6 separate regions of the Mus musculus genome follow, and all the other regions are linked to region 5. A link is a contact called in public Hi-C, HiChIP or PLAC-seq and Micro-C data. All regions are on one chromosome and are shown on one strand. Each heading gives the region's core, a stretch centred on a gene start, on an enhancer-like site or on the middle of the called end of the contact. The rest is flanking DNA. Distances are from core to core; before and after follow the strand shown. Region 1 overlaps Lpp (LIM domain containing preferred translocation partner in lipoma). Region 2 has its middle 23 kb from the start of Tprg. Region 3 overlaps Lpp (LIM domain containing preferred translocation partner in lipoma). Region 4 overlaps Lpp (LIM domain containing preferred translocation partner in lipoma). Region 5 overlaps Lpp (LIM domain containing preferred translocation partner in lipoma). Region 6 overlaps Lpp (LIM domain containing preferred translocation partner in lipoma).

What was found. A called contact is a pair of places that touch in the nucleus more often than the background predicts. HiChIP or PLAC-seq counts read pairs in DNA pulled down with a chosen protein or histone mark.
Region 1: a contact with region 5 is called in an HNF4G HiChIP or PLAC-seq map of pancreatic cancer cells. The contact joins two enhancer-like sites. A contact is called at or near these places in 6 of 484 Hi-C or Micro-C datasets (3T3-L1-derived adipocytes, adipose-derived mesenchymal stem cells, brain and 2 more) and 3 of 115 datasets of contacts at active chromatin or transcription factors (CD8 T cells, hepatocytes and pancreatic cancer cells).
Region 2: a Hi-C map of 3T3-L1-derived adipocytes shows a contact between it and region 5, with 5 times the contacts expected there. The contact joins two enhancer-like sites. A contact is called at or near these places in 3 of 39 promoter capture datasets (the 3T3-L1 cell line, pre-B cells and second pharyngeal arch cranial neural crest), 1 of 15 datasets of contacts at CTCF or cohesin (the NIH/3T3 cell line) and 14 of 484 Hi-C or Micro-C datasets (3T3-L1-derived adipocytes, the C10 cell line, adipose-derived mesenchymal stem cells and 9 more).
Region 3: a contact with region 5 is called in a Hi-C map of bone marrow-derived macrophages, with 23 read pairs. The contact joins two enhancer-like sites. A contact is called at or near these places in 1 of 484 Hi-C or Micro-C datasets (bone marrow-derived macrophages) and 1 of 115 datasets of contacts at active chromatin or transcription factors (bone marrow-derived macrophages).
Region 4: a Micro-C map of granulosa cells shows a contact between it and region 5, with 2.2 times the contacts expected there. The contact joins two enhancer-like sites. A contact is called at or near these places in 2 of 484 Hi-C or Micro-C datasets (embryonic fibroblasts and granulosa cells) and 2 of 115 datasets of contacts at active chromatin or transcription factors (CD8 T cells and pancreatic cancer cells).
Region 6: a contact with region 5 is called in a Hi-C map of bone marrow-derived macrophages, with 28 read pairs. The contact joins two enhancer-like sites. A contact is called at or near these places in 3 of 484 Hi-C or Micro-C datasets (all in bone marrow-derived macrophages) and 3 of 115 datasets of contacts at active chromatin or transcription factors (bone marrow-derived macrophages, microglia and neural progenitor cells).

The regions. Positions count from the first base shown.
Region 1 is chr16:24,492,958-24,496,931 of GRCm38.p6, reverse strand. The region is part of intron 3 of Lpp (LIM domain containing preferred translocation partner in lipoma); the gene reads right to left. Among named protein-coding and RNA genes, the nearest start is that of Gm24440, 89 kb to the right of the region's middle. Within about 2 kb of position 1,276, at least 100 of the 459 cell types and tissues checked have an H3K27ac peak or open chromatin away from gene starts, as enhancers often do. A contact at or near this core is called in muscle stem cells and pancreatic cancer cells, where this site is marked.
Region 2 is chr16:25,261,510-25,265,649 of GRCm38.p6, reverse strand. No RefSeq gene overlaps it. Among named protein-coding and RNA genes, the nearest start is that of Tprg, 23 kb to the left of the region's middle. Within about 2 kb of position 1,704, at least 86 of the 459 cell types and tissues checked have an H3K27ac peak or open chromatin away from gene starts, as enhancers often do. A contact at or near this core is called in 3T3-L1-derived adipocytes, bone marrow-derived macrophages, brown adipocytes and 2 more, where this site is marked.
Region 3 is chr16:24,654,883-24,658,793 of GRCm38.p6, reverse strand. The region is part of intron 5 of Lpp (LIM domain containing preferred translocation partner in lipoma); the gene reads right to left. Among named protein-coding and RNA genes, the nearest start is that of Mir28a, 170 kb to the left of the region's middle. Within about 2 kb of position 1,808, at least 10 of the 459 cell types and tissues checked have an H3K27ac peak or open chromatin away from gene starts, as enhancers often do. A contact at or near this core is called in bone marrow-derived macrophages, where this site is marked.
Region 4 is chr16:24,512,881-24,516,997 of GRCm38.p6, reverse strand. The region is part of intron 3 of Lpp (LIM domain containing preferred translocation partner in lipoma); the gene reads right to left. Among named protein-coding and RNA genes, the nearest start is that of Gm24440, 110 kb to the right of the region's middle. Within about 2 kb of position 1,632, at least 41 of the 459 cell types and tissues checked have an H3K27ac peak or open chromatin away from gene starts, as enhancers often do. A contact at or near this core is called in granulosa cells, where this site is marked.
Region 5 is chr16:24,932,011-24,935,809 of GRCm38.p6, reverse strand. The region is part of intron 10 of Lpp (LIM domain containing preferred translocation partner in lipoma); the gene reads right to left. Gm52245 (a long non-coding RNA gene) reads left to right here. Exons shown (of 3, transcript XR_003951917.1): 3 at 2,689-3,195. Among named protein-coding and RNA genes, the nearest start is that of Gm52245, 7.5 kb to the left of the region's middle. Within about 2 kb of position 1,924, at least 74 of the 459 cell types and tissues checked have an H3K27ac peak or open chromatin away from gene starts, as enhancers often do. A contact at or near this core is called in 3T3-L1-derived adipocytes, bone marrow-derived macrophages, brown adipocytes and 5 more, where this site is marked.
Region 6 is chr16:24,634,229-24,638,541 of GRCm38.p6, reverse strand. The region is part of intron 5 of Lpp (LIM domain containing preferred translocation partner in lipoma); the gene reads right to left. Among named protein-coding and RNA genes, the nearest start is that of Mir28a, 190 kb to the left of the region's middle. Within about 2 kb of position 1,326, at least 20 of the 459 cell types and tissues checked have an H3K27ac peak or open chromatin away from gene starts, as enhancers often do. A contact at or near this core is called in bone marrow-derived macrophages and microglia, where this site is marked.

The DNA.
Region 1 (3,974 bases), core at 27-2,526, 440 kb after region 5:
AAGGGGTTAGTCCACTGTAAAGCGCTTATAAGCCTACGTCATCTATCATACTCCCCAAAGGATTAGTCATGGTCAATAAATTATTACTGTTTATATGACTGGTCTTTCCTGTGGTTTCCTCATAATAGCACCACGCATTTGTAACCATTAAAATTTATGCTTTTACTGAAGCAGAAGATGCACTGGTCTCGGTGTCCCTACGTCTACCTCTGAGCTATTTGTAGAGACTGCTAGAGAATCCCAGAAATCGTGCTTGCTCTTTACCCTTCGGTTCTGGCCCTGAGAAGAAGTCAACATGCACAGTGTTCAGTGCCTTCATTCTTTTATACTGTACAGCACAAAGTGCTCACACTCAGGTCATCTTTAAGATGGTGCCACCCAGACAAGCAAACGGTTGCCCTCGACGAGCACCATGGGTTGGAACTAGGTGATAAAGGGGAGTCAGACGCTACACGGAAGAATCTGATCTCGATATTACAGTGAACACCTAAGGCAAAAGTGTGGCTTTGTCTGGGCTCTGTTTGGTGTTAAAGAACACAATGGCAATTTGATGCAAATCGATCCACTTGGTACTGCTGAACAAGAAGGAACAACATGAAACACAAAGAAACTGATCTGTAGGCTTTGGGGCTAGAAGAGACTTTCAAGGACCAATCGTATTTGCCAGACAGAGAAATGAGGATCTGGAGAATGAAGCATGACTCAAGAGTGAGCTCTGACATGGCTTCCCCAGAACACAGACCTCTTGTCTCCCGATCTCTCCAAAGCAACCCCTCTGTTATACAGCTTCATCTCTGCCCTCCCCTTTCTCCCAGGACCAGGGGGCTGCTCTATAGCCAGCCTAAACTGTAACAGGGAAATGTAGTTCCTGCAGGGTCCTTAACAAGGGAAAGGGGGACTCCTAATGCCCTATGGCTTTCTCAGAGCAGTAACTTTCTACAGTTACTTGGGATAGACAAGCTGCCATTGCGATATAATAACCACAAGGCTGGAAATCTGTCAAGAATTTCCTTTATCTTCTGTCAGAGAAAGTTCCTTTATCTTATGTTAGAAATACACCTTGCGAATGGGGAGAGGTCAGCGTTGACTACAACCATCTACCAAAAGGGTAAGTCACAGATGCCCGTAACAAGACTACAGCACTTAGGGATAACAGATTGCAGAACCCATAAAGACAGAAAGCATTCAAAGCCTTTCATTGCCTCACACGCAGATGACCACACTCCATTCTTCTCTCAGTCTTATTTAACATCTGTGACAGCCCAGTGACTCATCCAGTCCCTGCCTGGAAAACTCTCTCATGCCCAGTTCCATCTTGTAGAGTGCAGGGAAGCAGTGGGACCTCCCTCCTGCTGGCCCCACTTCTCCCATAAAGCAGGCTGAATGGATAAGAGCAGCAATGACTGGGCAAGGCCATGGAAAGGCTGCATTGAATTAGTGTAAAACTGTGGTGTAAACCTGCGCCATGTACTAGATGCCTCCCTACACACACTGATTGTCCAGAGATAAGAGAATGGGGAAAGGAGGTGGACCAAGGTGGAAGAAAGGCATAATGTGCCTAGGATCGAGAAAAGCTCTGCCAAGCACAGGGAACAGTCTGCCAAACATACTTAAGGAAGTCACAATGGAAATGCAAAGCCAGTATTTATTCTGTCTTTTTAGTTCAAGTCACAGAAAGTATCTGGAAGAATTAGAAAATGCTTTGTTTGGGGAATTCCACAGGAAATGAAATTATCTCAGACAAAATTAGAAGGAAAGCAAACAGATACGTTAGATGTCTTGGAGATCACAGCATCCAGCCACTTCACGGCTGAAAAAGGCACGCCAGGAAGAAAGTGCGTTTCACAGTTGAATGGCAGTCGAACTGGGCAGAAAACCTATGTCTGCTGGCTGTAAGAATGATTTCTTAGTTCCCATCCCATGCTAGCATTGATTTGAACACTAACTGAATTAAGCCGACTCATGTCTGAAGAGCAAAGGGAAAATAAACTTTTCCCTGTGGCAGATGCCTGGAACACTGGCTTCTTTCTCAGAACTTCACAGTTCATGTCCTACATAACGTGGAAATCAAGGAGCAAGCGCCCTGTTTCTTCAGTAGTGCACGTACATTTCTTAGCAATGCATTGCATGTCTGGCATCCTCGTCGGCTCCCTCTCCTGCTCCTCTTATTACCATATTAGGCACTGAGTTCCAATGTCTGGGTCACAGGACTCAGGCTGTGAGTGTGAGTGCAATCTGCTCTCTGAGCTGTTTGTCTTTACTGGAAGCCCACTGAGTCCATCTAGGAAACATTCACAGAAATGCAGAGGGCAGGGAGAAGTGATTCACACCCTGAACTTAGAAAGGGGAGAAACGGTGCTTTGGTTTGGTTTTGATTTGTTTTCTTATGCTCACTTAAAGGGACGAGAACCAGATTGGAAGAGAGGGCGGCAAGGTTAGCAAATCTCAGAGGCTTCTGTTCTCCACCGTGGAAACACGGGCCATGGATGAAGCTGTGTGAGGAGAGATTCCTGAGGCCTTGTGAGAAAACTCAAACAAACAAACAAACAAAAACAACAACAACAACAAAACCCAAAAAACAAACAAACAAACAAACAAAAACAAGACAAAAGTCTTGTGAAGTAAGTTTCTTTAAAACAAAGAATGCGATTTTGTGTTCCCCCCACGTGAAGGCATGGGAATGAGTTTACTGCAGCTGTTTTAGTCACGTGCCTCTATGGGAAAACATTTCTTGTCGTGTCCTTTTCATTGTGCATTTAACTCTGGCGACTCTTCTTAACCCTCAGCGTATAAACTGTCCAGTGCTCTAAATAAAGTTGGCTATTACATGAGACTTTAATCAGCTTCCCTTTTAGGTCCCACTCTCCCAGGTTCAAGCTGCCAACGGGAGCAATAAAACCTTCACAATTGTATGTATCTGTCTATGGATGTGTGTCCAAGAGCACAGCCACGCTTGTGTGTTTGGAAGTGAGAGCTGTTGTAAACTTAAGTGCTAGGGGGGAAAAAGTTCATTCCAAAGAAAGCAAGGCACAACTGCGTAGACAACCAGAGCCTGTGCTGAGCCTTTGTCTTCCTGCATGGCACAGGCACTTCTTCCACTGGTATCGACTTTCAATTTTTGGAAACTGCATTTCAGAAGTAAAAAAGGTATTTGAAATATCGCTGAAATTTTTATTCCATTTAAAACATTTTAGTTACCTACACATCCCAAAATCATATCAAACTTAGAAAGGTTTGACTAGGAAGACTAATTATTCTAGTGAAAAAGGGAAAAGAGGTCTTAGAAGTAGAAATCCCTTGCCCACTAGTACACAACTCAATAGGGTGGAAGCTTACTAATATTAATGTAAATGTATAAAATCTTGCGTTTTTAAAAAGAACCCGATGGAATGAAGAGAAAGGAAAAAGCGCTCTTTAAACTCTGAGCTCTGAACTCCATGTAAGACTCATACAGAATGTGGTCACCCACAAGACACCTTTCCTGGTTTTGGTATTCTATTCTTTATCTTTCTAGTAAGGACTGAGAACAGGCAAGGGTCACATTCTATACGGGAAAATCCCCCAGAGATGATTCTAATTAGAATCTGAGAACCTTCAGCTCTGTGAAGTTGAACAGTGAACAAGGTAATATCTGCCATATAATTAGTTATTCTGTAAAACAGACATAATCATTCCCATTTTATAGAGTAGTTTAAAAGATTAAACAGGCTTTTAATGAAGTATCTAACAGTGCTTGACATACAACTAAGCACTTAGTACCCTGAGCCTGTCAATAGCTTTACAATTCCTGCTGAATGACAGCGATTGCTGCAGTGCGAAGGCATGAATCAGAACCAGCAAGCTTAGGTTCAAATTCCCATGATTCTCTGCCACAAGTGAACTTGGGCAAGCATGCATAATCTTGTTCAGTTCAGTATCCATAGCCTCAGAGTCACCATAAGATTCACATGAGACCTTAGCTAGAAAAGTTCTCC
Region 2 (4,140 bases), core at 455-2,954, 330 kb before region 5:
CAAAAGCATTAGCTATAGAGTGTGATATTCACTTGCTTAATGTTTATTGAACTTGGCAGCAGCCATATAAAAGAAGTCGGGTCTAGGAGCTCTCAGGGAAATAACAATGAGCCTAAGGAAGATTCATTGTGGAAGTAGTTATCCGGCCACAGGGAACACACTGAGCACTGTGGGAAAAGTCACTGAGTGAGTTAGCATCTTTGCGTGAAGGCTTCCAAGGAAAGGTGGGGGCCGGGTGGGAAGGCATGGCAGATAGTGGCCAGATGGTGAGAAGGAGGCAGTTCCGGACACAGCCTTGAAACAGCGAAGTTATGTGGGAGAGTGAGAGCAAACTGACCCTGCCGTGCAGATAGAGTGGGCAAAGCGTGAGTAAAGACAAGGAACAAGAGGGCGAATCACAGGAAATACTGCTTGGTGGGTGGGAATCTGCGGTTGGCACCAGAAATGGCATTGGGGAATGGAATCGTCTTTGCCCATCAGGAGGCCACTCACGCTTGGTCAATTATTGGTCTGAAATTTCTCACCGAAGGCAATGCCATGCAGCCAGCCGCACTCTGTCACAAATCGGGGTCCTGCAGCCATATAGCGGAAAGTTCTTGAGTACAAAGTGAAGTTTGAGTATAAAGTGTGGTTCGTAGACCGAATGCCGCTGTGAGATGTGAGGTGATGCTTCTCATAACTGCATCAGGCAATCTGTGGGTTGGGGATGACAAGTAGGTTGGAGACACCTAATGTGGGTTGATACATGGGGTGGCAGACAAAAGATGCTTAGTAGAGACTAGAGAGATGGCTAATACCAACCTTTCTCTCACAAAATAAAACTAGAAGCTAGGGATGAGGGATCTAGGTCCTGTTTGGAAACTGACCAATAAAATTGGGATGACCATGAAACTAAATGTTTAGAACAGGTCTAGAACAGGGGACTACTATCTCAGACCTGATTTATAAGTAGCCTACTGTAGGCTGGACAGTACAGTGGGCTCTAAAACCACAAAGGTGTTGATCATATTAGGTTAGAACCTCTCCTGCAGCAGGGGTTATTAAATGTGGCTCTATTGAGCCATTTGGCCTGTCAAAAAGTGTTGGCATGCACCAATCATGTGGGACATGGTGTTGAAATGACTTTTGACCTACAAACTCTGTCTTCAGTCATAACCATGATGTTTCTATGTATTTCAAATAATGACTTCCACTGATGAATACTTGGAAAGCTTATGTGCAGACAATGGAGGTCTGCCTTTTATCAGCAAACTCTGACCCCATTATATTCTGGCTTAATGCTCTAGAGCAGACCTGTCTCCTTGGTTAGGCATTTCAAGGATCCTGGGGTCTGATCCTACCTTTGTCTCAGTTCGTTCCTGTCCCTTCTTTCCCATATCCCTTATCAACAAGTCGGGTGCTAACCTAGCAAAGGGGTGTGCTCTGTATGTAGAACAAGCCTCCTCCTTTTTGTCAAAGTGACAAAGTGACAAAGGATGCTTCAAGACTCAACTCAAAGGTATTCTTCCCCATGCTACGTCTTGATAACACCTTGCACATTTTACTTTAAATGCTAGCATGCCAATTAAGTCTACTGGACTGATTGTTCCTCAAGGCCAGAAACCATGTTTATTCATTGTTGCTTTTCTATATAGCGGACCCTTTTCTAAGTGAAGAGGCTAACTCAAGCTGCAGTGCAAACTATGACCACCAGATGGCAGTAGGTGGACATTTTGTCTCTCTCCCAGCATGAGGGAGAAGAAGGGTTTGTAACAAGTGCCTTTCATCTCTGCCCTTGCAGACAAACGTGTCTCTGAAGACAGAAAGAAACCTTTGACTGGCTAGTCGGATTCCCACACCCCCGAATAAGAATAACAGGTGGCCATTGTATTCTCCCTTTCCTGACAACTCTGTCCCTTAGGCTCAACTGTATTCCATGATGCAGGAACATAGATATTTCAGTTTGATCTTCACAAGGACAAGGTGACCGTCTTCTCAGGAACTGGGAGGAATGGTCACCAACACCCACTGATGGTCAGCGTCTGTTGAGGTCCCAGAGCTTCCTGCCCACATCCATCTGTCAGACCCGAGCAACTGACAAATGTCAGACAAATATCCAGTGCTGACATTTTTTTCTAAACGTTGTTATTGTATTTTTGCTTGACATGTAATAGGTATACATATTTTTAGGCACAATAGGCGTTAGATATAAGAATATTTTGAAAAATATAAATAAATAAAAATTAAAAATAAAAAAGAACATTTTGTGTAATAATCAGTATGGTATTTTATCATATCTAAATTACCTCAGCCATTTATAATCTTTTATTGTGAGAACACTTAAATTCTTCTCTTGTGGAAGGTGTTTGGAAATACACAGAGCAATACTCACCATAGTTATACAGTTGTGCTTATAGTGACAGACAGACCGTCTTCCTTTTACCCAGTTAGGCATAGGCCAGACTCTCCCTTCCTTCGCCTCCTCTCTGCACTGTCTGATTACCACTTTCCCAGTCTACACGTATGACATCAGCTTGTTTTGATTTCTCAAACGGGTGAGGTCATCCCTGTGGTATTTGTCTTTCTGGGCCTGTCTTGTTTCCCTTAGCTATGCCCTCCAGACTCATTCACAATACTGCAAAGTTAAGAAGTCAACAAGTCTTAATGACCAAATAATATTCTTCTGGGTATAGATAGACAGAAGTCATAAACGTTCCACTGATGGACCCTACCATTGATAACAATCCCAGGCTTTCGTGAAAATCACCAGCAATTCCCTGCGCATGTGTAATACTGTGAAGCTAGTGTCTTCCCTGAGGACTTGCCAGCTTAGTTGTTGAGCACAGTGAGACAGCCCTAAGCTTGAACTTTGAAGCAGCCTAGAACCAGAATCCCTGACTTCTTTGTGTTTGCTGGTCTCTGAAGTGCCCCAGAAACCAAGGGACTCTGAAGTGATGCCCAAGCCAACCGAACAGCTCTAGAGGCACGCAAAAGTCCTCTCAGCCCTAAAGTAAAAGGGCCAAGAGTTTCCCTTCCTCGTTCCTCTATCACAGCTAGCTTACACTCTTCTCTACCCTCTACTGCCTATTGGCATGGTAACCGGGATGCAGAAAACGGGGGAAGTGTCTATTACTCTCTCCATAATTCTTGACAGTCCAGCTCCACCAGTTGTTCCCTAAGCCTATTCTCCTGGTTATTTTTTTTGGCAGTTTGACATAGCTGGAGTCATCTGAGAAGAGGAAACCTCAGTTGAGAAAGGGCCTCCAACAGACTGATCTGGAGGCAAGTCTGGGAAGCCTTTTCTTCATTGATGGTTGCTGTGGATGGACCCAGCTCACTCTAGGGAACCTTCCTCTAGGCTTGTGGTCCTGGGTGCATAAGAAAACAGGCTCAATGAGCCAGCAGCCCTTATCTATGGCTTCTGCTTCAGTTTCTGCCTGCAGGTTCCTGTGTTGGGATCCTACCTCGAACCCTTTCAATGGACTGTGACTTGGGATACATAAAGCAAACACGCCCTCCTTCCCCACTCCAAGTCGGCCTTTAAAATTTTCAGCAGCAGAAACCAAACTAAGAAAACTATGGGCTTTAAAAAAACCACTATTAGAGAAAACATCATCTTCAAGTATGAAGCCTAATATTTGAGTAAGATTCCACAAAGCCTAACTTCTCTTAAATAAACGCAACCCTTTTAGTTCTAAGAGACTCTAGGTGTCTTCCTTGAAATTAAGTCTCTGAAAAAGTACCCTTCCCCCAAAAAATACACTGTTTCATACATCATAGAATGGGTATGATGCATATGTCAAATAGACCAGGGATCAAAATCTGGCCCAGTCATATCCTGACTCCCTTCCTGTGGTAGGGTTACATTGCCTCTGCCAATCGAAGCTTCCTTATCTATAAAAGCAGCTTAGATGATAAGATAGGCAAGTGTTGAGGAGAGTTCCAGTGTGCCACACACAAAATAAGTGCTAGCAATTATCATTAACATTCAAATCTGCAGAAGTAGAAGCGAGAAGACACAGCTCCCGAGAAGTAAATCTTGATGTTATATTTAGCCAATGCAGAGAAATGTAAAGATCCCAAATCTCTCCATAAATCATACTAGAACCCATTCTTTGGGGGAGATCCACATAGAGGCCTTTCTTCACTAAGACTTACTCA
Region 3 (3,911 bases), core at 559-3,058, 280 kb after region 5:
TTCTTTAGGGGACAGGAAGCACCTTTGAATGCCACAGTGACAGTGGCCACACATGCATCTGAGAATGGAAGGAGAGAGCTGGTGGGCATCCTAATCGGGTAAGCCCATGAAATGAACTGGTATGAGGAGCCTATGTCTTCATCAGATATTTAGCTGAGCAGTGCCTTGAAACCATCAGAAAGTGCTGTGATGTGACAGACCAAGAAAATAAACCTTTCTCATCCATTGAATGACCTTCTCAGCCTTTTCAACTTATGAACACCTCTGTTCAAAACTGAAGCTAGGAATGTGTGGCTTCTCTAAGTAATGAAGCTTTTCCTCACTCTATCCAGCTCCTGTCTTTTAACTGACTAGGGGAGTTTGCCAGGCTCATCGATCCAGATACTCCTATGTGAATCTCGGTCTTCCCTCTCTCCCTCCCTCTTCTTTGTAACATGGTCTCCATCTTTGGGCTTGAACGTGTGATGTTCCTCCCTCAGTGCCCTGTGTGGACCGTTATGTTTCGTGAATCTCAGTCCAAGAAAGAAGTATATACATCAGTGTTTTCTTGAATCTCTTCTTTCAGACTTAATACCGTGTCTGGTTTCTAGGTCTGGCAGGATACTAGTAGCCTGGAAGACTCTTCTCAACGCCACATAACAGAACACACCAGATTTTGCAAGGTTCACAGAGTGTGGTGGCTCGTGAAATGAAGTTACATGGAGAGGGGACAGGATGTGACATGTGCACAATACCTAAGAATAGTCAGAGACCCACACAAAGACTGAGTGTCACAGAACCCTTAATATGCAGAGCCTGAATTCATGTTCTCCCTATGTGAGAACTCATTGGGGAATGTTCACTCTCAAGGCCATTCATGGCTAGTGCTGGCTGTCTTGTCTTCATTGTCATGAAAATAGCACCAATCCCTCTCCTGAAGAACCTACCTTCACCATGAATAAGGAGATAAGTGACACTGACTAAAGTTCTTTCAGTTGCTATCTGGGCAATCTAAAATGTGGGCGTGTAAACAAACATGGCAAGATATTAGAAAAATTAATATTCTATCCTTCAATCTTCATTTTCTTCACCTAACTAACTAAATTACTAATTGGGACTGTACTTAGAACTCTACCAGACAGTGTTATTTTTAAGAAAACACTAGGGTTAAGATAACTAATGAAAATGTGTCTGAGGTGATAGAGATGGGAATTACCCTGCTTTGCTCTTTCCCTCACACATGTATGGATCAAAAATACACATTCAACATCATCATATGAGGATTTATAAACACCATCCACCAACTGGAAATATCATGTGAAAATAAGCCGGTAAAGAGCTGTATGTGATCCTAGTAGGCAGGTCCCTTTACAAAATATGGCAAATGGTATGAAACCCTCAATTGTACTTATAGGTTTTAATTACGAAATAGTCACATTCAATAATTGAATAATGCTCCTCAGTATAGCACTGCTTACACAGTGACTGCAGTTGCTCCCACACTGGAAAGCCGGAGAGCCACCCAGCTGATGGTGTCTTCTGTTTCTGTCATCTATCATTTACTCAGTGCCCTCTGTGCACCAGTCATTTCTCTAGGCTCTGCCATATAAAGGTACAAACAGGTAAACGCACAAAACAAATGGAAATGTTGCCCCCTGTAAAACCTGCACTGGAGCAGGTAAAAAAGAATGATTAAGAAATAAACAGATAATATGAGTTGAATGTCAAGTAGCAATACATACGAGGAGAAATGGCAGAGGAAGGAAGGGGAATAGCTGGGATGGTAGCAGGGTGTTGCAGCTTTAAAGAACAGGATTGAGAAATACCTCACCAGGGTGGCATTTGGGCAAAAATGTAAATGGAGTAAGGGAGTGAGTCACAGAATATCTGGGGGCAGGAGAGGAAGAACCAGCAGATTACCAAGTAGAGGAGACGAAGGCCAGGCTCCGAAGGGTGCTTGCAGCACGGTGCTTTCTACATGGCTAGATGTTGCCAGAGGTTACCCAGAGCTCATGGCACAACAAACGCTGCTTTCTCTTTTCTCTGTTTATCTTTAATTCTATGCAATAAATATGAACTGTAACTTTGCCATTTTTAAGAATCAGAAGGAAGATACTTTGAAATGAATCGCAGAATCTCCTCAAAGCCAGAGTTTAATTTTAATGCATCCCTATATTTACCCAAGCTAAAATGTAATGTGCGGGCATCTTTCTAAATAACTCAGCTCAAAATGCTCTTTGAGATCCTCGGATTGAAAGCAAGAAGATTTATTATCTTTGAAAAAGATGACGTCTCCCCACTTTTAAATTGGACAGTCTCTCTCCATATTTAGCTAATACTGAACTTCTGGGACTACACTAACTTCATCAGAACTCTTCCTAAACTCACAGATAACCTCTCCACCCAGAGGTAGACCCTGCTGTACCATGGCTGATGGAGCATATCCCACATCTCTATCACATAGCACCGTGCTGTAAAGATTCCAGTTCTCAGGAGAAAACACAGAACAGATTCCACACGATCCACACGGTGAAGAAGAGCATGCTTCTGAGAAGTAGACTAGAGTCGCATGCACTCACAAATGTCCCAGGTGCTTCCTGTCTCACAAAAACAGAGCAACTGCGATCCAAACAGCCACCATGTCCATGAACATTAACAATAAAAGTAAACAGGACAGCAGGTTGAATTGGATGTGTTAGTCTTCTACCAGTTACTGAGACACCCTCAGCCCCAATACTAAAACGTGAACATTCTCAGTGTGAAAAGACGAAATAAAAATTTGAAAGTCGTTATGGATAAAAATCAACCCAACATCAAAAGACAAAAACAATAATGCAACAAGAAAAATCTTAATTTATAACTCAGAAACTGGCAAGTGAATATTACTGTGCTGAATGAATCTTGCCGAACTATCCCACCCATTTGAAGATGACCAGTAGTGGCCATGCCAGGCAGAATCTCTTCAAGGACAGCATGAAGCCTGCACGACAGCGGGTCCTCCACACAGTGCATCCATGGGTAACGAAGAGAGTTGTAGCTCTGTTGATCCTGTATTTGCCATCCTCACCAACAATGACCAGGTACTGAGAACCACAACTGCACAAATTCTGCTCCCAGTTTTACTACCTATCTATTGGTTTTCCCCAACTGGGCCAGGTAGGAGATAGCTGCAGCCCTACATCCTGTTTTTTGAATAATTTATCATGAGCTTATTTTTTACTGCATACTCCCTATAGTGAATGTAGAAATTGTACATACATATTTAATATAAACTCAAGTGAACTGTGAAATAATGTGATTGTCTATAGTCAAGTTTTGCCCATTCTAATTATTAATGTAAGGTATAGCAAAACTTGTACCTAGCAGACTAACATGAGTGGTCCAGGGGTTATGGTCCTGGTGACCAAGCAGCAGAGGACTTCAGTTTTAATGGCCCTGTCGGTTCTGTTTTTACTGCTGCTGTTGCTCTTGTTGCTTAACTTCCTTCTGATTGTTTACAATTTAAATTACCGAGTCTGTCTGCCAAGTATGATGGCAAGTCCGGAACCCTAAATTATTTTCTGTTCTGAGGGTATTTTATCCTCCAGAAGGGTTGCAAACATCTGCATTTGCTCTGGATTTTTCTTCAATAATCAAAGATCTGAGACTAGACTTGCAAAAACACCCATGATCAATGAGTATCCAGAAAGTTCTACTGATCTTCTAGGAATTTCACCGAAACATCAGTGCTCCAGATGTGGAAGCAATCTGACTTCACACTTCATTATTTAATTTTGTATTTTAAACTTTACTGTATGAAAGGGAGTGAATAAAAAGCACCACCAATCACGTTTTACCCAAAGAGCAGACAGGTCAATGAAGTCCTATTCAGTAAAAGCAGCCATTCCAGAAGGACACTGCAAAGCTTTGCACCGGATCTTATAATTTCACTA
Region 4 (4,117 bases), core at 383-2,882, 420 kb after region 5:
CAGGAAGGGAAGGGGCATGAGTTACTTGATTGTGTAGAAGGGCAAATGCAAGGCAGTCCCTTACTCCAAACCTTGAGACTCATCTGACTACTTGGAGTGCATACTCCCTTATCTTCCAGGCTGCAGGATGGACAGATGTAGCCCCTTAATGTGGAGGGAATGCCTGGGAGAACGTCAAATGGTTGCCATGTTGGCAAGCCCACTGAGCTGAAAGACTTAAAGACCTCTCTACAGTGCCTCTCTGCCTGGCATCTGCATCAGCTTTAACTGGTTTACAGTAAGTACAAAAGAACAGAGAAAGAACAGCAAATGGAACTTGAATGAGGATTGGTGGCCAACTGTTGGTGAGATGCAGGACTCTCAGTATGTCTCCTGCTCTAACACACACTGAATGATCACTGCCTCATACCTCCATGCTTCCACTGTTGCTCTTGCTCCTGGATAGCCTGGCATGGCCTTCCCACATCCTTTCCTGTCCCCATCCCAACCCCTCACCTTCTCACGTGCAGCCAGTTTCTGGAATTTGTTCTTTAAATGCTCCCTGCAAATCACCTCTTCCAAGTTTCTGTCCTCTGTCACTCTGAGGTCACACAGACATTCTAAATCTAATGTAAGTCCAATGTCGACAGGACTGAGACCTCCTGAATTATCAATGACTAAGTCCATTCATTTCCAAATCATCCTTTCCAGCCCTCTTCCATTCAGCCAAGTTAACAAACATTTACTGAGATCTTATGTGCCAGGTCTCTTATATTTTGTGCTGGCTAATTTCATGCCAACCTGACACACAAATGAAGTATCTGAAAGAGGGAAATTTCAATGGAGAAGATGCCTCCATAAGGTCCAGCTGTAAGACTCTTCTTAATCAGTGACTGATCCGGAGGACCCAGCCCGATGTGGATGGTGCCATCCCTGGACTGGCAGTCCTGGGTTCTACGAGCTAGGCAAGCAGGGTAAGCAATCTAGTATGTGGCACCCATCTATGGCCTCTTCATTAGCTCCTGCCTCCAGGTCCCTACCCTGTTTGATTTCCTGTCCTGACTTCCTTCAGTGATGAAGGAAGGAAGGAAGGAAGGAAGGAAGGAAGGAAGTGTAAATCAAATAAATCCTTCCCTTTCCCAACTTGCTTTGTGGTCATGATCTTTGACGGCAGCAGCAGGAACCCTAAGACACATTGACCATCATCTTTCCCACGAAGAAGATATAATCCTCAGTCTCAAGCCCACACAGGGCTGTACCCACAAAGGTACACCATTCCAAGATCATCATACTGTCTGGGGTGTAGCCATGAGAACTCATCTACTGAAGCAGAGCAGCAGATGCAGATGGAAGTGAGCCACTAGGACGCTAATTCAGACCATGTGCTTTTAGGTTTGGAGGAGGAAAAGAATTGCCACTGAAGGAGTGGGAGCAGTCACAAGAAGAAGGCAAAAAGAAAGTCCTAACGGGCACTGCTCCACGGAAAGCCTAACTGGTCGATGTGAACAAGACTCCCATCCCCAAACTTGCTTTGAAAACAGAGGTCTGGATAACTGTGGTTTTGTCACTAGATGAATAACAAGCCCTGAGGGTTGCTAGAATTTCAAGACCCAGACCAGATCCACTCAAATATAGCTGGAAGCTTTCTAGTAACTCTAACGGTGCATGGGCAATGAGCTGCACAGAGAAGTGAGTCACTTACTGGAATCTGTGCTGCCTACATTACTCAGCTGATATTAATACACCCACTTGTTCATTAAAGTTTAATTGGAGTTCATGTGAATTGGTTTCACTGGATACTTAATCAAAGAGGACTGTTAGTGTACAAAGGGCACACTTGCAAAGGTGGAAAGGCAAGTCCTCTCTTGCCTCCAAGCACGTCCACAAGGATGAGGCAAGGACCGATGAGGAAGAGGAGCAGCCGCTGTCTAGACTCACCCCAAAGCAAGAAAGAGTAAATCAAACATTCTGTGTAAAGGACCAGGAAGGAGCATTCTCCAACTCCAAAGCATGACCAGAATCCACCCAGGATACAAATGCTAACACACTTAAACCGGAATGTGCTCCTTCTAAACCCTTCTGGATTCAGTAACACGGCTGCGGGGCTCCTTTTCACCTCCAGGGCACCTGTCTTCCAGCTGTATATCTTTATTTTTAAAATGGGTGGATAAGAAAATTAACCATCATTCAACATAATCACACACTTCTCTTGTGCTGACAAGCAAACCATGAACACAATCCCAAACGCCTATTTATACAATCAGGGCTGTCAGTACCCTGTTATTTCTTATCGGATAGCTCATTAATCAACATTTTAGGAAGTATTAGTTTTTAAGGCTCAAAAAACAGACTGTGTGCAAAGTAAAGAAGAAATAGATTTGGGGTTTGGTGGATTTGATTATCTCATCAGCATTTTCTTATTTCTGTTCATCATTGTTAATATGCAAGACAACTTTGCCCCCAAACAAATCAAGGTGAGGTAAAAACTTGGCAATATACCCTATTTTGATTCCCTAAAGGAACTTGGAAAGCTTTTGACTGAAGGGCAGACTAAATTTCTTCATAATGATACTGAGATGTAATTCATATACAAAATAAAGTCAGAGACTTGTACTAACATCACCGTAATCTAACTTAAGGATATTTTCAAGGTTTCCAAAAGTAACCGGTATCATCCAATCTGAAGAAACAGAAGAATGTAAGCCAAAGAGAGGAAAATCCTTCATTGTCCTCTACGCTACCCTTGCCACAAAAGCTTCATTTCTAAACTTGTGTGAAGTGGAAGAAGGGGTGTAGGATATACAGACTCCTGTGAAGGTAGAGAATACGCAGGTATATGACCTTAAAACATACACGCTGATATATATCTGATGCATAAAGCACACTAAAAAGTATCACTAGACTCTGTAGACCTCAACAAAGACCATCGAACTCAGAAATTCAAGGGATCGAGAAAGTCAGCCACACAAACGGAAGCCTATTCCGTTTGCTTCTGCTGCAGCCCTTCAAGAAGAGAACAGTACACTCAGAAGTTGCCGCACGAGAAACTACACAGTACGATGGAAGAAAACCATGATCCATAACGTGCATTCTCTGCTCCAGACTTCCTAGGTGCCTCAGACTCTGAGGGATTCCAAAGCATTTGCCTAAGAGAATATAATTCTTTCCACTTTCAAGCAAGCAGAGTGCTTGGACTTCCAAGCGAGTCCAAGTCAGCAAGAAGTTCAGGAGCATTTCCCATCCCTCTGTCATCTCGGCTGAGGACATGTTGGGCTCTCTAATAAAACCAGCCTGTAATCAGAGCTGGATCCTAGAGTCACTTTGGTTGGTTTGTTCTGTTGTTGCTGTTGTTGTTTGCTTTGCGGTTTTGTTTTGTTTTCTTATGTCTAGAAACATAATCTCTCATATCCAACATTTTTATTTTCATGCAAACCCAAAGTCATTAATATGCTGAAGGAGAACTTCTTCCGCTTAACATTTCTGCCAGCATGAAACTCTGCGAGGTGCCCATCCAGGTTTCGCATCAGCATGAGTGCGCCTCTTTAAATTCATACAGCAGGTTTGCACATCCTGTTTCCTAATCACCATGCAAAAAGGGAGGTTTGCCTTCACCTCTCCTGTTCATTAAAGCAAGTTTCAGGAAATACTTTGACATTTGAATTTTTTTTTTTTTTTTTGAGAAACACATGCTGGTTTAACTGAAAGTCCTAGAGTTTTAATTATATTTATACTTAATTCTTAGCAAGTTATAGATGGTTTTAACCAACCTACTTGAAGAAGAAAGTTAAAATGATTATTATTAGGATAAATTCCTACTTTGTATAATCTGGTAGCACTTGGTAACATTGACCCCACTGAACTCAAGGCAAGGTGGCAAAATGGATCCCACCCCAGAGTCAAATGCTCTGGGATTGCATCCATCATTGCTTCAAGGAAACCCCCTGTGCCTCCCTCCATGAGCCTCAGTTACATACTATAGAAGGGCACTCCAGAGAATCGCTGCCTTGTCTGCCTCTTAGCGACACTACAAAGTACACAGAAAAAAATCTGTGTTCAAGTGCTTTAGAACCAGAAAGCCCCACACTCAGCAGAAGGCTTCATCTTAACGTCCTTTCCTATAAAGGTTTCGTTCTAATGA
Region 5 (3,799 bases), core at 675-3,174:
GAAATGTTACACTACTATTAAAATCCAGATTTTGAAAGGACACATCTAATAACATATTGGAAAATATCTTTAGGAGTAAAATACATTATATACAAATCTATAAACATGTCTAATATATGAGAATATATATTATATAATATATAAACAAATATATTTTGTATATGTGAATATATGACTGCAATTTCATTTTAAAAATCAGAAAGATAGGGCTGGAGAGGAAGTCAGTGGTCAGAGCACTTGCTACTCTTCCAGAGGACATTAATTTAGTTCCTAACACCCATGTTACGTGGATCATTGCCACCTCCAACTCCAAGGAACTTAACATCCTCTTCTGGCCTCCAAGGGCACCCATCCAAATGTGGCACACACACACACACACACACACACACACACACACACACTCATACACACACTGACACAAATCTTTTTGAAAACGGAAAGGGATGAGTTGGTTATTTATATTTAAATGTTTATGATTCAAAGTACATGTGAGATTACACGTGACTTGAAATGCAGTCCAGAATTGAATGTCTGTAAAAATATGAAAATCACAATGGAAACCACTGGAAACACTATGTTGTAGTGTCAGGATCACCCAGAGAGCTTTAGAGAAAACTGTCCTAACAGGCTTGACATAGTGCCTGTGCGTCAGCTCTGAAAATGGCCAAATCTAGACGTGAGCATCATCGTGCTGGCCAGGAGGATGGAAATGGCCTGGAACTCAGAGCATGTTCAAGAAGCTCAGAACTAAAGTCTAGCAGCGTGGGAAACAATATTGGTGCAGTGGAAATATTAGTAAGAGCTACACAGAAAGAAGGCTGGAGAGAAGGGTCAGGGGTTAAAAGCACACTAGAGGACTCAGGTTCAAATCCCAGCATCCACATGGAGGCTCACAACTGTCTGTAACTCCAGTCCTGTGAATCTAACCCCCTCTTCTAGACTCTATGTCCACAAAGCACTCAGGTGGTGTATAGACACATGCACAGACACAACACTCATGCACATAGACAATTTTTCCCCAAGAGCTTCATGGAAGGTAATGCAATCACTCTACTTGTCTCGTAACTACTCCTGAATGCATCACAACCTGTAAAGACACTGCATTCACTTTTTGATTGTTTTTAAACAGAAACTTAGATTTTTCTTAAAAATTTATAGAGAAGTGTTGTATTTTAATTCTCTGAAACATTTAGAGTGAGTTCAGCTTAGTGGTCTAGGTTCACTCCACGGAAAGTTAAACTTACCAATAATAATGATGATGATGATAGTAATAATAGTAATAGTAGCAGTAGTAGCAATAATAGTGATGACAATGATGATAAACCTTCAAGAATACTGAAAATAAAAACTAGTCTTCAACTCAATGGTAGCACACACGCAGCACACATGGATCCAGTCCTGAAGTCAGGACTTTCTGATAGGACAATTCCAGGAAATTGAGCTGGGGATCTGCTAAGGTGGGTGGGCACATTAGTGAGGAAAAGCAAATGTGAACAATAGTGTAATAGTTCACACTGGGAGTGTGAGCACACCGGCTCCTCCTCTTACTAGCCAGCACACAGCCTTGCCCAAACAAGACAGAAAGATACGCACTCTTTGTTTTTGCAGTCATAACTTTTAAAGTACAATTTGTAAATATCTGACCTAAAATAATAACAACATGGACTTTTCTGTGTCTCCTCTGGCCTTTTATCTGTTGAATTCACACCCACTACACATGAACATTCAAATTTACATTCCAGTCACCACCATAATGAATTTCTAAAGGGAAATTTTTTGACCTTTAACACATAGGCAATGATTCACTGCTGACAGGGCTTAATGTGATGGATTTAGAAATCTGATTACCACACTTCCTTGGGAGACTCAGCTCAAAACAAAACTAACCCTGTTGCACAACAGTAAAAATGAGCTCCGAGTCTTGTGGATTTGCATGTGTAGCTGAAATCACAATGCGCAACCTTCTGAGACCTCTCATCTACTGCGACTAGAACAAGATCTTCCTTTTCTGATAAAATGCCAGTTTGATCTGCTTACTGTTTAGCAGCTGCAGACAGACTTTTATTCAGGCTGCAGTAGCACACTCAAAGCTTTCCGATCAACTGGAGAGTTTGCTCTCAAAATGCTCAGCTGCTTGGTCTCTACCTGGCTCTTCCATTCGTCCTCTGCCCTCTTGCCCCTGGGATTATGACTACGCATGTGTCAATCTTCCTGCCTTCACATCTTCATCTAGGGTTCTTATCCTTGTCCCCTCTTTCCCACTAACATCATGTGCCACAGACCTTCCCATCCTCCCTGAGGAAGTGTCGCCAATTACCCAGTTCGAATAAATGCCTTCCTCGTGCAATCTCTATGTCCACTTAAATGCTTTCAAAATCGGCTTTTATTTATTTTACAACTTTTTTTAAAAAAAAGTTTCCTTCTGACAGATTTCCAGAGAGCCAGATGTTGCACACAATAGGCTTTCAGGTATCTTTTTAAAAGTGGGATTCTACGAAAGTGGTTCTTTAGAGACAGAGATGAAAACCCTCGTAGGTTTTATAAACACACACACACACACACACACACACACACACACACACACACACACACACAGAAATTCATTAGAGATAAGGAAAAATTAACATCAGTCAAATTTGCATTAGAATCAGAACAGTCTCATGGCAAGTTATTTTTCTTGTCTTTCAGAAGTCAACTGAACTGAACACAGACTTGGCCCTTTTGGTTGGGAAGAATGCTGACACACAATATTGTTCACAAGGAGTTGGGTGCTTCAAGGACAATGACATTTGTGCATGGAAACGCCTACCTTCCACTTGCCCGGAGGCCGATTGTAAACATGTTAAACAGTTTGCCCAAGGCACTCTATTCCAGACTGCCTGTCATATAAACAACATTAACAGTTTTGCTGAAGAGAATAACTAAGTGATTCTCACCTTACTTTCTACTTTTTCCAGGACTCCAGAGTAATATCTGTCCAGCTAGCATGAACTATGAAACCCTAGCAATTGCTGGGAGGCTCGAGGGAGGAAATAGCTAAAGGGAGAAAAGCAGTCACTGAAACTGCTACAGACACAAGTGAAGATGTCTTGACTGCCAAAAGAGACTCCCTAGGCTTCCCACATTATTATTCATAAGAAGAAGGAAGCTGCCAGGCCGGCAGTGAGCACACCTTAAATCTCAGCATCGAGAGGCAGCGGCAGAGGCAGAGGCAGGCAGATTTCCGCGAGTTTGAAGCCAGCCTGGTCTACAAAATGAATGAGTTCCAGGATACCCAGAGTTACACAAAGAAACTCTGTCTTGACAAAAAGCAAAAACCCAAACCAAACAAACAAAGAAAAGAAAGAAAAGAGAGGAATTAAAGAACATTAGTTGAAAGTTAGGAAATTTGATACTCAGCAGGGTAAGCAATGAATTAAATCACTCTGTTTGCTGGGTTTTCATCTGTGTATGTTTGCTCAATACAGAACAGCCTACTGTAGAAAACGGCTTCAAAAAGCCCGAACTGGAACTGTTAAATAGAGGTCCGAAGGTGACTCCTGCACAGCCTTCCTTTAAAGTGAGTCTGGACACTGTCTTATACTATAATATGGTCCTTCGCTTCAGATTAGGTTTTGGAATTTTAGCTCTAAGATAAACACATGATCTGGTTTTCCATTTTTGTTCTGTACACACAGAAACACTGTAGTCTTTTCAGACTCGAGCAAAACGTCTCACTTACCACAGCCCACAGGAATCCCAACAGGGCTGGGTGCTGTTTTGGGGTTGGGAGTGGCAGTAGCAGCAGAAGTACTTGTAA
Region 6 (4,313 bases), core at 77-2,576, 300 kb after region 5:
ACAGTGTTGACCTAGTTCACTGGTTAGAGCTCAACACAAACAGGGAACATCTGCTCAGCTTTCTAGCACAATATCTAACATGATTCCATCGCTTTGAAGCTATCATGGTGTGGCATCAATCACCAATATTAGAACCAAGTTCCTCAGGATTCAAACACAGGCTGAAGACCAATGGCTCTCCAGGAATCTTCTGGACTGTTAACTCTGACTGGCAGTGCTGAGACATTTAGCCTCATGGCCTGAGCATCTCTAGGATTCTAGGCCTATCCAATGTGAGACCTACAAGGTAGAATACAAAGGTTATATCCTTATAATTGACCCCTTTAATTAATATATATGCACAATTGTCTTTCTACATATATGTGTTATTATGTAATTTATGTGTACATGAATATATTTATCTATTTAATCAATTTGTTCTTTTCCTTGAGAGAACCCTGACCAATCCATTACTATTATCCCAACCTACAACCTACAACACTCTTAGCACACATATTCATCAAACAGGCATGCACAGAAGCGAGCACCAGTACCAGACACTATAGTTCCTCTCTTGTCTCTGTGTGGCAATGCTTGTGTTCTACAATCACATGCTTCCATGAGTATTTGATCACCAATGTTCCCGACTACAGTAAAGGGTTCATAAAACCAAAGCCATATTCATTTTGCTTACAACCATGTCCCCATTGTCACACAGTAAATACTAAGACAAAAGTAATTAGATGATTAAAGAAGGATCCTTCAAGACTGTCACCAAAGTGACCTGTCCTGGCCAAGGCATCACTGTCAAAGTAATTGGTTTCTAGCCCCAAGATCTGCTGAAATGTCACAGAATCCTCTGCAATCATGATTTTAGACAGCTATTTGACTAGAAATAGATGCTTTGCCCTCCTCATGAGACATTTCCTCCACATCATTGTGAGACATTGAGTCATCGTTTCTCATATAGAAACAGAAGCCAGAACTAGGAACTACCATTCTCCCCACCGTATCAGCAAGAACTACAATACTGCATGGTACCATGTGTTGGGATGCCAGGGCAAAACAAGACAAGCACACTTCAGCAGGATACATTATCCCTGAAATAACCTACATGTAAAACATCTTGACAGAAATGCTAAAACTGACTAGATAGGCACAAAATGACTAACTATACAGCTTCCGACCACACCCTAAGCCTACGAGTCCCGAAGGATATTGTACAAAGATGCTCAAGCCAGTCATGTATATAAGACCAAAAAGTTAGAAAGACATGCTTAAATCACATTGAGTTTTATCTATGGAAATAAAATCATGAGATACAGAGAGCATATACGATGTCATACTCTGAATTGTTGGGAGCAGTAAACCTCTAGAGAGTCTGCAATGTGCATAGATCATTACAAGGCTGGAGTCATGCAGACAGAAGCCGATTAATATGCCTGTTTAAACTCATTAGGGAGAGGAGAGCAGTGGCTCCTGTTGTGTGGACAGTGAGTGAACTAGGGGCCCTGCTGGGCTTCTTACCAGTCTGTGTTCATTAAGTATTATCTGTGTCTAAACATATCTTGTACATATTTGATCAGTTTGCAAGCTTATATTAATGTTTTCACATTATCCAGATAATATTCATATCCTAGATCTAGCTCAAAGAGTATATTATAAATCCTCACAAAATGTTATGTTCTATCTGTTATCATTAAATAATACATGTATTATTCTATTGAAAGCAAATACAGTCTCTGCTAAATAAGCTGGGTGTACAAAGTGAGGCATGGGCAGGTCCAGGCTGGCAGCGTGTAAATAAGGTGCGTGAGCACAAAAGGTCAAAGCAGCCAAAGAAAATGGCTGCTTGCCTCTGAATCCCAACACAGCCCCTCAAATAGCTTACAGTCTCGTACCTCATTGGGCCTATCTATCAAACAGAAGGTTCTTAGAATTGGTTGTACACATATAAAAGATATAAAAGAGAACTGAAAATGCAGGATATGGCAAATAAACAATTATTATGTTACTTTAAACAGCTCTATGTATTTCTAAAGAGCCCTGCATACAGAAAGGCATTCACAAACACCTTGGAGAAGAAAAGAAACCAAAATAAAGAGTGAGGATGAGGCAACAGAAGATGGTTAAAACCTAACAGAGACCACAGTGCTAAGGGGGTGTATATAAACTCTGCCAGGGGACTGAGCAGAGGGCTCACACACACAAGGAAACAAGGTGAGCCTCTCAGCACTGCAGAGCTGCCTTCAGCCCCATCAGCCCCGCCTACAACACCTGACTGACTCCCTTTCAGGTCTGCCTCCAAGGTAAAAAGAACGAGAAATAATGCTCAAAAGAAGAGAGTGGGTCCATGTTTCCAAACCACATAAATAGAGTCAACTTGCAGCCGGCACTACCATAAGTCCTGGGCCCCCAAAGTAATCTCTTGACACTCACTGTGGTACTCTTAACAGCTTATAAACCCAGCCTTTTCATAATGTTAGGTCTTCTGAGGATTTCCTCAGCCCCAATCTACACTCCTGTGTCATTCAATGTCAAGACCCCTCTCTACGTCAGAGGAAGAAGGTGGAGCCAATTCAACACTGTGCATACAGGAGTGGCAGCATTGCCCTTCATGTTTCCAACCTCTGGACATGGGTGCCCAGAGAGGTCATTTTTGCTTCACATCTTATGTTGTTTCATAAAATCACATGTTTCTCGACTCTGACTTCACGACTGACATGGGAAATGTTTAAAAGACCTGATGATGTGCACATCCTCTGTTCAGCAAAATGATCAGATATGTGAGGGCTGCTTGTTCCATCCAAGCTTAGCTAAGCAAGTGCCGTGGTGGATCCGCTGAGATTCTAAGTTTCCATGCATCACGTATCAGTGTTGAATGACTCGGTGCAACTGGGGCGTTTGCAGTGCTCTCTGGTGAAGGCAGATTCACATTAGGTACAGAGAGCCTATTGGTTGGCTACAGCCACCAAGGGAGAGATGGAAGCTCTTCCTTCCAGCCCTGGAGTCCTCAGCACCTGCTCTCTGGAAGACAAGGATGACAAATGGCCAACAGCAGGTGTTGTGCAGGGAAAGTGGGGCATTTCTAGAAAGCTGGAAAGCAAGCATGGGGCTTGGAAAGAACCTAGAAAAAAAAGCAAAAGCAAACAAACAGACAAACAAAATCACTCCCTGCCTTCTCAGTCTTCTCATTGCTGTTGAAGACAAAGCTATTATCAGCCTAAGAGGTTAGAAACAAGGTAGATGCTGAGACCAGGCCTGCAGAAGGAGAAGCAGCAACAGCAGCAGTCTGGGGAAACATAGGGGAGAGAAAGTGTTTCAATCTGCCAGTACAAAACAAAGAAAGGAAACTCAGGAAATGAGCTGAGAAAGGCAGAGAGGGACTAAATTGTTTTTAATTAAATGAAAATTTAAAATGGAAACAGTAACAAAATGAAAAGTCAAAAGAGCTTTTATATAGTATAGCATTATAAAAACCAACCACACAGAAGCTAAAGGGAGATGAGGTCACCCATAGCCACAGACTATAATATTGCTTTTCAAAAGAAAACTAAACTGAACATGAGCAACAGTTCAAATCCCATCTTGCCCTTGCAGTCTCACCGGCACAACCTGGGCGGCAGCAGAAAGAGACATGGTTGGGGGAAACTAAAAGCCACTTGCTACTTTCACTGGTTCGCAGGGGCCACGTGGGACTAAGCATCCAAATGAAGCTGGTCCTGCACATTCAGCTCAAATGATGGACAGTGCCCACCTGAGTACTCGGCGCCATTTCCACTCATTGCAGCATGGGCCCAGACTGAGTGAGGTATGCATGATGCTTTCTTTCATAGCAGTAGTAAGCACAACGCATGCACACAGGATGTGCTTTTGTGTGCACAGTTGTTTCTACTAGAAAGAAAAAGCCCTGAGTGGCAAGGGATGAAAATGTCCCCATCGCTGCCCAATGGAACAGGAAGGAGAAAAACACTTGATTGTGACAGAAGGCTTGCAGGGAGATAACTGGTAGCAAGTCATTACATATGTTCTCTAGCACAAATGGCCAGGGTGCTTCATCTCTTTCAACTAACTGATATATACGACTCTGAAACCAGGGAGCAGGTAAAGAGAGAGAGGAAGAGACGGGGAGTGCTTTATCTGTATCTGTGTGCCTTTGTTTCTTTAAAGGGTAGAAGACCAAGGAGGTCAAGGACCTTGAGCCTTACTTATTTACAAACCAAAGATAGTGCTTGGCACGTGGCAGACTCCTAAACATTATTTGAATGGATGGATGCATGATTCTTTCCTTTATTGAACTAAGGCCTGCATCTTTTATTTTTTTCTTAAAATCC